Regions from separate parts of the Mus musculus genome. Here region 1 is linked to region 2. A link is a contact called in public targeted proximity ligation data. All regions are on one chromosome and are shown on one strand. The core of a region is the stretch at or near the end of the contact, and the rest is flanking DNA. Distances in the headings are between cores, read along the strand shown. Region 1 overlaps Gldc (glycine decarboxylase). Region 2 holds the start of Il33 (interleukin 33).

The links.
Region 1: a contact with region 2 is called in a targeted proximity ligation map of pancreatic cancer cells. A contact is called at or near these places in 4 of 484 Hi-C or Micro-C datasets (the MNK3 cell line, bone marrow-derived macrophages, embryonic fibroblasts and 1 more) and 3 of 130 datasets of targeted methods (the 230-238 cell line and pancreatic cancer cells).

The regions. Positions count from the first base shown.
Region 1 is chr19:30,109,516-30,115,355 of GRCm38.p6, forward strand. It overlaps Gldc (glycine decarboxylase), which reads right to left. Exons shown (of 25, transcript NM_138595.2): 19 at 5,673-5,785; 20 at 4,207-4,348; 21 at 1,158-1,269. Among named protein-coding and RNA genes, the nearest start is that of Gldc, 63 kb to the right of the region's middle.
Region 2 is chr19:29,922,839-29,928,471 of GRCm38.p6, forward strand. It overlaps Il33 (interleukin 33), which reads left to right and starts at 2,275. Exons shown (of 8, transcript NM_133775.3): 1 at 2,275-2,323. Gm41832 (a long non-coding RNA gene) reads right to left here and starts at 4,206. Exons shown (of 5, transcript XR_877808.2): 1 at 3,138-4,206.

The sequences.
Region 1 (5,840 bases), core at 2,521-5,020, 190 kb after region 2:
GAGACGATAAGTAATGTAGACGCGGGGCCTGCCTGGGCGGAGGAACCAAGAGCAGGAGCCGCTGGCCACCCTTCTTAGTGCCATTATCTGCTGAGGGGCTTCGCTCTCACTCCTCAATGTTCTAGGCCTTGTTTCTCCTTCCGTGACTGGAGCACCAGGTATCTACCTAGTTCCTCTGTGTGTGTGTGTGTGTGTGTGTGTGTGTGTGTGTGTGTGTGTGTGTGCGCGCGCGCGCGTGCGCGCATGCTCCCACCTCTATATGCAGGTGCCCTCAGAGGACAGAAGAGGAGGACATTGGCTCACCTGGAAGCTGCCTAATGGGTGCTGGGAACCTGGCTCAGGTCCTCTGTAACAACAATAACTAACTGCTAAGCCATCTTTCTAGCCCCTCCCTCTTTCTTACTCTCATCACATCCTATCACTTCTGGGTTTACTTTTTTCTCCTACCCTTTAGCACCTCCAATGTAAGACTAAATGTTTACCTAGCACTGCACTAAGGAGCAACTATGTCCAGCTAATTATACTTCCAAGAACCTGTCCATCTCACGGCCTTTTAATGAATCTGATCATGTCATTCCTCAAGCTAGGAAACCTTTAATGGCTATAACTGGCTCAGGAGTTAAGTCTAGATTCTTCCAAGACCTTCCAGGTACCAAGCTGTCTTTTTAACCTCTCTCTCTGGCCCTCTCTCTTCCTACCCCACCTCAAGCACCCCCTTCGGGTAACTCCTCCTTACCTGGCTGGCTCCCGTGTATGTTCGCTCATATAACTGCATGATACTTGCATCGTCATAACTGCCTCCTTTGTCAAACTACTCCACCCTGACTCTGCCTGCTCTAAGTGGCTCCACGGTTTCAGGCATCTCTACGACACCCTGTGCATGATTGGCTCATGATGTTTATGTGAACATCTCTCTGGGTGGTGTAGGCCCCTTGCTGAACTAGGCTGTGTAGACTAGGGGAGGATAGTTTTGTACATAGTAGTGAGTAAGTTGGCTGTATTTTCAAAAATTCTACACTTTTGTATATTCTAAGAAATTAAAGCATCCCTCTCACCTTTCAAAATCACATCTATATCTAGCATAGTTACATAGGAACCACACACACACACACACACACGAGAGAGAGAGAGAGAGAGAGAGAGAGAGAGATACTTGCCTCTTGCACCTCTAAAGAGGACTCTGTAGTGTTTCTCTAGTCGTTTGGCCATGTAGTTGGCATTTAGAATGGCGATTTCTGTGGCTTCTTTGAGGCCCTTTCCACCCATCATCTGCAGCAAAGAGAAAAGGAGCCAGCAGCCATTGAGTGGATGAGGTAAAAGTCAAGACACTAACAGATCCCCCAGATCAGTTTGTTCAATGGTGAGCTCACCATTTCAGCATGGCTGCAGATTAAAAACGAATGGAAAATTCCAGAAAGGAAATCTGTTAGTCTCCTCCACACTTGAATTTTTTTTCTTTTTTTGTTTTTTGCTTTTGTTTGTTTGGTTGGTTGGTTGGTTTTTTTGAGACAGGGTTTCTCTGTCTAGCCCTTGCTGTCCTGGAACTCACTCTGTAGACCAGGCTGGCCTCAAACTCAGAAATCCGCCTGCCGCTGCCTCTTGAATGCTGGGATTAAAGCCGTGCGCCACCACGCCCGGCTGAAAATTTTTTTTTCTTTCAATGCTAATTTTACTTATTTTTCTTTTTGGGGGCGGGGTCATAGCAACAAAGCCTGAAAGTAGGGCACAGCTGACTGCCTGCTACTGCTCTTCAAAGAGAAGAAAAAAAGAACTGTTCTTAGAAATGTTGTAATGTGTATTTTTCATTTATGTGAATTTAAGATGTAATGAGAATTTTGAGGAATCTGATGAGATCTTGGCCAAAGTCCACCAGATCAATTTTGTGTGGTTAGCCTTTCCATTGCCCACAATGAGGAATGTAAATGTTGTTCATGTTTGTGTATAGCAACTGCCAGCCTCAATCTTTTCTTATTTTGGTGGTGAGTCCTTGCCATCATACAGGGTGAAGGACATGAAGGGCAAAGGGTTTAAAAATCAAGATTACACCAGTGTTCATGACTGAGGGACCTCACATCCAAGCACACAACTGAACAAAACAGCGGTTCAAAGTTCAAAGTGAAGAGAGAGCAATGTGACCCTAGTGAGCCATCTGAAAGTGAATGGTAAACTCTACCAGAACCTTGAAAACAAGCAAATGAGGGGAGGTTGGGTCTGGGAATAGGGTGTTGGGGAGTGCCGAGTGAGAGGACTGACAACAGCTTACAGTGGGAAAGGCACATGACTGTCATCTGGGAGTCACCGCAGCAGCGTGGATTAGGATCTCAAGTCCTAAGTCTTTGCTTTGACATGGACATGGCCCAGCCAACTTCCCACTTCCCTTCCTACATGATGGTGGCTCCAAGCACAAGGACACATCAGTTGGGTTTTATTCTCAGTGGGATGGGGCCAAAGCGCATGCTGGTGAGACCAGGCAGTGACAGTAGAAGGACATCAGGAGGGGTTCAGGGGCATCGGGGAGAGAGTATCCACAATGGGTGCAGAGGATAATGAAGAAGCTCCACCCAGTGTGTCTATGGGAGAAGTAATAGCCTGAAATAAGATAAGGCTCAAACAAACACTACTTACTTAGCTTTAACACTCATGCTCGGTTTGGTATTCTGGGCTTATGACCAAAACAGCCTTAGGGACTTTACTTTCTATATGTAAGAAACCATCTCCAGACCAAATTTGTTCGTACAAATAGCCCAATTTTACAGGATCCATGGATCAAAGGGAACTGGGGGTTTGGTTGTTTGCAAAGAAGACAATTTTCATTCTCTTCGGGCGTGTTCCTCTAATTTGCAAACGACTTGCACAACATTTCAAAGGCAGCTTCAAGGCTCCAGGGCACAGAACTGTTGCCTTTGCTTCCAATAAACTTTTCATTAAAAATCATAAATGAAGCTGGGCATGCTTGAATGAGATGCATGCTGGGAAGGCCAGGACTCGGGAGACAGACGCAGCTGGGTTAGGAGCGCAAAGACGCCTGTCTCAAAAACAAAAACAAAAACAAAAATAAACCAAAAAGGGGGGGGAACAAAAATAAAGTAAGAATTATAGGGACTGGAGAAATGACTTAGTGCTTAAAAAAACTGGCTGCTCTTCCTGTTTTCAGGACCCATACAGTGGCTAATACCTAAATGTGCCATTCCAATCCCAGGCAATCTAATATACCCAAAAGGCACTGTATAGACACAGTACACAGACATATAAACGGACAAAACATCCATAAACATACAATAAACAAAGTCTCAAACTATTACGTAAAAAGAAGTCATAAATACCGGGCAGTCTCATGACCATCCATGCCTATAGTCAGTCCCACACTTAGGGGGCTGATACAAGAGAATCATAGGCTTGTATCCAGACTGGACTATATAAGGAGACTGGGTCTCAAAATAGAAAATAACAATCTTCTAAAGAAGAGTCATAAATGTCATCGCATTCAAACAGAGCAAGCCCCACAATTACCCAGCACAATTTGTATAGTTGAGTTTGCGATTTTGTCTCACTCGAGGCTACCCTTTCTTTAACAAGAGCCACTGGTATGAAAAGGCTGCTCTAATTAACAACCTAGCAAGAGTGCCTATTCACAGATTGGACCCTAGGACGTGGGCAGGCCAGTCTGAACAAGAACTGCATAAAATCAATTCCGGCTTGAATATTTCCGTGGAGAAGGACAAGGGGGGTAAGCCGACTCTCTCGGTCAAGCTCAATTACCCCTAAAATCACAGTTCCCCAAGTCCTGAGACTGCTCAGGGTTCTAGAACCACCCCCAAATTCTCGATACATCATATCTCATCCTCCGTGCTGCCAAGAAATGCACACTATCCTGTACCCCAGGATCGCAGCAAAGCGTCACGATGACCACGCACAGTGCTTTTCACTTGCATGGAGCTGTGTGTACCCAACAGGAAACCAAATGACGCAGCCAGAACAGCCGCATGACTCATGGAACTTAATCATGTCTGGAAAAAATGTAAAGCCATCATGAGAGCCCAAAGAAACAGATGAAACAGTTCTGGGTGGCTCTTTCTAGAAGGTTTCCCTCTACCCCAGTCATCAGCACTGTCCCCTGGGTCCCTTCTCAGGTCACAGATTTCATTTTTGGCCCCTCTGAGAAAGTGAGTCCCACCGCCCCACAGTCACGCGTGTTCTTAAGCTCACCTTAATGTAAGCCCATGAAATGGGCAGGATGGAGCTGGAACCCCACGGGGCTGCACTGACAGTGCCCACGGGCCAGGTGCCTTCAGTTGGCTTTATGGAAATGACGGGGTGGCTGGGCAGAAAGGGGCTGAGGTGCTTCTTCCTGTGTTGGTTTAAAGCGCACATTGAAATGATGCGGAAAAGACGCAACTGAACCAAGTGGCCACCGTCTCTAGGAGCTCTGAACACTCATGGTGGTAGGGACATGACACTTGTAGGGGACAAATTACCAGAAAGCAACTCAGGTGGATTCTCTCAATTCATTTCTCTCTCCCTCCCTCCCTCCCTCCCTCCCTCTCTCCCTCCCTCCCTCTCTCCCTCCCTCCCTCCCTCTCTCCCTCCCTTCCTCCCTCTCCTCCCTCCCCTCTAGTAGCTTCCAAGGACTGTGGTGGACAACTTGGCAGCGGCAGCCCCACACAGCCTCCTCATAGCAACCTGCATCCTTCAAGCTATCTGTTGGCTACGGCAGGCTGCTGATCTGATGCCCCTGCCCTCCACTTGGAGCCTAACCCACGAACACTGCCCTACTATGCACCCTCTGAACCACCCGGGACACTCATTAGCTATACGTAATATAGATCAAAAGGAAAAGACAGCCGGGCTCCCAGCAACGCTAAACACATCCCTGCCCCGATCACCACCACACATTTTGAAAACTCCAGGAGCTCTGGATAATGCTGTTACTATAGCGAGGAAACGATCAACAGCTAAAATATATTCCGTCATCCATGTTGACGTCAACCAGTTACCTCTGGTAATAAAATTTGTTTCCACCTTATTCATCAAAGACATGATGAAAATTAAACCTAAATGGAGTTCGCTGTCTGCCTTCCAACTAAATCACTCTCAATATTGTCATAAGCTTTTTTTTTTTTTTTTTTTTTTTGGTTTTGTTGTGTTGACAGAGTTTCTCCGTGTAACAGCTCTGGCTGTCCTGGACTTGATCTGTAGAATAGGCTGCTCTTGAAATCACAACGATCTGCCTGCCGCTGCCTCCCGACTGCGGGGAATAAAGGCAAGTGCCACCACACCCAGCAATTATAAGCTATTTTTTTTTTAAGGAAAAGTGTAATAAATAAATAAATAAATAAATAAATAACTCTTGGAAATGTGCGGTCAAATCCATGACACAGGTACTAACATTCTAGCTCTGACCCCTTATACTTTAGAACGGCTTCCTGCTCATTGTTTAACAAGCATGCTCTCGGAGCCCAGAGAGGCTGAGTGGATACCATGGTTACTAAGTGAATACCGTTTTTTCTTTGGACCTAATCTAAAACACTCCAGCTGTGCATCCAGCTGCTGGAAGTGCACTAGACATGAAGGTTAATTCCTCGGACTTGAAGACTCGGATAGGAAGAATAAGAAGTTTTGGGCCATGCATGCTGCTTTCTAAACAATCCCGAAGCCAGCACCCCACAACTCACACTCCGATGGGCCCCATGCCAGGACCGCCCCCTCCGTGGGGAATGCAGAAGGTCTTGTGAAGATTTAGGTGAGAGACGTCTGACCCAAAGTCCCCAGGGCGGCAGATTCCCACCTATCCAAAGGGAAAGAGCGAAAGTCAACTTCCTAGCACGCAGGAAGGACATGCT
Region 2 (5,633 bases), core at 1,025-3,524:
GTCTCCTGCTGCCACTAATAGCTCCCATTTCAGAATCATTGTGGCTTATGGATTATCTTTGTGGGCACTAACATGGAGAACTAAGAGAGGGACAGTGAGCCATGTCCGTGACTCCCACAAGGCAAATGCTGGGCTCATCAGTGGCCTTGACCCCATTCACTTGGCAGACCACACTTCCTTTCCTAGTTATGTTCTTTGTCACAGCACAGAGTGAATGAGCAAAGAGGTTGGGAATGATGACGTCCCCAGATGGGTAACTGTCTGACGGTCAGGGGTTTTTTTCTACTCACTAGCGCATGATTCAGTAGGCTGAAGCCTGCCTGGTGAATAACGGTTACTGAGAGAACCCCGCCCAGGAGCCACTTCTATTCTCTCTATATCATTTCCACTGTTCATTGGTGGGCAAACTGGAGAAGATTTCACTAACCGTTTGCTTAAGTATTGAAGCAAGCCACAGTCATCCATCAGATGGAGCACAGGGTCCCCAATGAAGGAGCTAGAGAAAGGACCCAAGGAGCTGAAGGGGTTTGCAGCCCCATAGGAGGAACATCAATATGAACTAACCAGTACCCCCAGAGCTCCTTGGGACTAAACCACCAACCAAAGAAAACACACGAAGGGATTTGTGACTCTAGCTGCATATGTAGCAGAGAATGGCCTAGTCGGTCATCAATGGGAGGAGAGGCCCTTGGTCCTGTGAAGGTTCTATGCCCCAGTATAGGGGAATGCCAGGGCCAGGAATGGGAGTGGGTGGATTGGGGAGCAGGGAAAGGGGATAGGGGATTTTCAGAAGGGAAACTAGGAAAGAGGATAACATTTAAAATGTAAATAAAGAAAATATCTAATAAAAAAATAATCCATACTACTGAAAAAAAAAAGGATTGTCGCAAGCGCACTGACATTTTCATTTTAAAATTGAGTTATGGGACATGTAACTTACTCTTCCTACCACGTGGGGAGGGTAGTCACTCTGTGAATGGCCTCAATCTGTCTCTTAGCTTCTCCCCGCTCTGTTCTCTCAACCCAATCACATCTCGACAGGTATTCCTGTTCCTCTCTTAAGACATGCCGCCCTCCACTTGCCACCGTACAGTGCACATTCCCCCGAGTCCATCCAGTCTGGCTCTGGCTGCCTGTCTCTAGGGATCTGTTTCTGATGCTGCTTAGTGGCTAAGGGGAAGGAGCATTGGTCCTTTGGAAAGGGCAAGGAAGTTGGCTCTGTTTCAACTCCACATCAGTCTTGTTGCAATGAAGTTTCTATGCAAGAAGGCAAATGCTACTTATCCCTAGAAGCATGTCTTTATTATTTTTTTTTCTTCAAGCTACCTTGTTTGGTCTATGTGGGAACTACAGATTTTTATTGTCCTGGTGGTGACTTTACATCATATGAAGTACCTTAGTCTAGTTCTCCTAAAGGATTTTTGTTTCTTATTTCCTCATGTGGACTCTTCAAACCACTAGTGTTTCCTTTCCTTTATCATCATCAATCATTTAGTAGGTTAATTGTTCTGTGGTCAGAGTAGGGAGGCAGGTCAGCTATGTTGAGGTACATGGAGCTCTGAGAGTTTCTATCTGTAGATAAGCTCCCTATTTCTGATGTGCCACAGGGAACGATTTTATTATAAAAGAAATTGAAAGAAAAAAAAAGTGACATCTTCATGAAGGTTGCAAAATAAGCCAGGGGTGAAAGTGAAATAAAAAACCAGAAGACTGTCCATAAAGGAATGCTGAAGGTCAGGCTTGGGAGTTTAACTTACCATGAGCCCAACTGTGAAGGTGAGGGGCAGAGGAGCTGGGACATGACGATGGGGGAGGGCTGTATGTGAGCTAATTCTGCTATGAGTCTGGGAGGAAAGGGGCCACAAAATCCATCATTTGGAAGTTAAAATTTACAACCAAGACAGAGGAGGAGAACAGGTGCGCTGACCAGCCCTGTCAGGTGTCAACAGACGGCAGCCCCAGCCCTGGAGGCTAAGGCAAGAAGATCATGAATTAAGAGGCCAGCCTAGGCTACATAGCAAGACCTCATCCTTCACTACCACTCACCCCCAACACACATAAAAAATCAAGATATAAAGGAAAGGTAGAGGGGAGGCATAAATCAGTCTTAGATGTTTACAGAACGATAACAGTAACATTGGCAGGAATGCTATTAGCTTATTGCAAAGAAGTGAGAAAAGTTGGCCCCGATCCTGCCTCCCACAGCTCTCTTCCTAGACTGTTTGGTTCTCTGCCAAGTTCTGGGGAATAAAAAGCCCAAGGCGCTCTGCGAGGAAGAGGAACTGCAGCTGCAGAAGGGAGAAATCACGGCAGAATCATCGAGGTAAGACTGAGACCAAAACCGAGGGAAATGTCTAGTGGGTTTTGCAAAGAAAAAAAATCTTAGGACCTGTGGAGCACCCCTCCCTTCTTATTTCTGAGAAATAAATCACTAGGCTGGTTTGTTGTCATTGCTACTAACTCATGATGACATTTGCTTTCATCTGGGTGATGTTTAAAATTATTAATAAATTGCATGATGTAGACAGTGTTAGCCTTTAAATCTACACCGCCGTGAAACTTTACAAAGCAAGATGGTAATCTGACTTCCTCCGTTAATGCTCAGCAACTCTCTGCAAGTGGCTGTCAGTAAAAAAAGGGACACAGAAGAACTGAGTACAGAGCATTTCTGGAAAAAATAAGGAATCAACTGTCTAAATGGATAAAAAAAATTTTAAAACTCAATTGTGATTCTATTCACTTGAGAAACTTTGTTCTGAAGGCTGCTGGTCCTTTATGCTCCTGGCAATTTTTCTTCCTCATATTTTCCTCTCCTCTGTATGTCAGTGGTTCTCAACCTTCCTAATGCTGTGACTCTTCAATAGATCTTCATGCGCTGGTGACCCTAGACCAGAAAATTATTTCATTGCTACTTCATAACCGAAAGTTTTGCTACTGTTATGAGTGGTAATGTAAACATCTGAAATGCAGGATATCTGATATGCAGGATATCTGATATGCAGGATATCTGATATGCAGGATATCTGATATAAATCCCTGTGACTCCCAATGGGGTCTCCATCCACTGATTGAGACCCACTACTCTAACTGCATGCATGTGCTTCAGATATTTTAGTAAAGAACACAGCATGAAATACCTTATACTGTGGTCACGCAGGAGCCAGAGACTGCATCTGGCTGTCTGTCTTCCCAGTCTGCTTTCCACCTGTGTCTGCTTCCTCAAGTCATCCTTGCTTGCTACTGTGGTCCACCACTGGGTCCAGCATCCCGGAAAACTGTTTTTCACTTTTGTCTTTCAAATCCTTGTTGCTCCTCTTCTGATTTCCTCCCGGATGACACACAGCTCTGTGTTCCAAACATCTCAGCATCCTCTGGTTTCTCAGAGTTAGGGGCCCCTGAGCCTTGTCACACAGGAAGAGTATCCTTAAACAGTTAAGCATGCCTGCGTAGCTTGCACTGTTGCCCGCCCGCCTGGCTCAAGTTTCACGTTTTCTCCGTTCTTCTCTGAGAGGTTCTGGGATCTCCCATGCAACTGTGAGCAGCAGTAACTTCTGACTTCCTCTGGCACCTAGATGCTATTTCTTTGGATCACTGTTTACAGTGTGTACTTCACATTTACACAGAAAATAATTCCATGGTGAGCTTTAACTTTCATGTATGGGTCGAGAGAGGGTTGGGAGTAGATAAAAAGGTGACAGATTAGGACTGCTACCACGGGGTCTGCCAAGGGACACAGGAAAAGAACTTCGTGAGCAGCTTCTGGGAATGGGAGTATTGTTAATGCTCTATCCATAAATTAAATCACTGGAAGGAGACACCACAGAAACACAGTGCTGGGAGGGAATAAATATGTGCTCGGGAACGTTTATGCTAAGGGAGTCTGATCATGTGTTTTCTGTCTTGTGTTTTACATGAGTCTGACTTTGGCAAAAATCAATGCATTGTAACAGTTGACACGTTTGCAAACATTGTACGTACAAGGTTAGGGGACAGACTTCCCCCTTTGAGCCTCAATTTGCAGAAGGGACAGTTAGATACTGCAAGGTCAAATACGAACTCCTCAAATGGTAGAACTGTAATTCTGTGGAGCAATGAAAAATGATGGTTGGGTCAAAGGCTTCAGGGTCGTGGTAGGATCTCTTATCTCAGCGTTTCCTTGCCGTTTCTCAGGTGTCGATGTCTGGGTGCAAAAGAACTTTGTTGTTGTTGTTGTTGTTGTTGTTGTTTTATGGTGCTGTGACTCAAACCCAAGGCTTTGGACATACTAGATAAGCATGCTTCCACTGAACTGTCTCTCCAGGCTGCAACAGGCGCGTCTAAGGGAACAGTCCTTACAGGGCAGGCAGACCTCTGGATGAGAGGAGACCAAAGGGCATGGGGAGTTTGGAGAACATTTCCCTTGCTGCCGACTCCTGACAATACTACTTTTGCCACCAGTAGATTATACCCCTGATGGGTTGTTTTTCTTTTCATTTAGAGGAAACACATGATTTAGTGCAATAGACAAAAAAAAAAAAAAAAACCAAACCAAACAAACAAACAAACAAAAAAACAACACAGGTTTTAGTGGCAGCTTCAAATCCATTATCTAGCTATTATTTATCAGCTATGCAAATCTGTATCATACCCAGCATTCCTGAGCCTGATTTTTGCCCCCTCTTATATGAAATGTGACACAAAACTATCAAATAAACAATCATTAAAACCCTATTCAAGAGAAGGTCTGTGACTGACTCCACAAGTCGGAAGTGACTGTCGGAGGTTACGGTCAAATTCCATCTCTGACTGGCTACTGAACATGACATGTCCCTCTCCAGTGACCCTGTTCTTGCCACCCCCGTGACACAAATGTTACCGTCTCCGTTTGTGAGACCAAGAAAATGAGATTCAGAAAGGTTGTTCCTATCATAATAAGTGGTAAAGTTGATACATTTCGGGTCAGGGATTAAAATCCAAGGCTCAGTTTCGTTAAGAAACAACAGAAGACAAAGAAGCAAGCAAACTTCTATCCCAATGGCATTAATGTCTTTATGCCTCTCTGAGAAGAAACACTTTTGATTCAAACTTCCCGTCATTTTCAAATGCAAAATATTAGTGAGAAGACACTATACTCCTCCACTTCTTTGGCCAGGGCTGAACCCACTGTTACCTCAGTGAGAGATTCCCACCAGCTACTGCCTCTTCTCTGTTTCTCTCATGATTGCTGTTGCTATGAACAAGAAGGACCCACCCACAAACTTGGCTAGGTGCTTGACTGGTTATGTCTAACTCCCTTCCACTTTGAACACCTCATAAATCAAATGAATTTCTTTTTTTAAAAAAAAAATTCCTTAGCAGTTTGAGTCCATCTGAGAATGCAATAATAATAAAAAAAGAATTCATCAGAAGAATGCTCTGCTCATCAATTCCCGGAGTCCTAATAGAGACGTGACGTCTCGGGGAGGAGTTTAACCGACCTTCACTGCTCTGTAAGGCTATTCTGCTCGTCTCAACCGCTGTTAGCTTGCTGGCTTGTGAATGACAGATATTTACGAGATTATATTTAGTCAGGTTATGTTTTCCTTAGCTCACTTACCTGTGTGCATGCACTCATGGGTACCTGTGTGTGCCTGGGCATGTGCATAAGTGTGTTG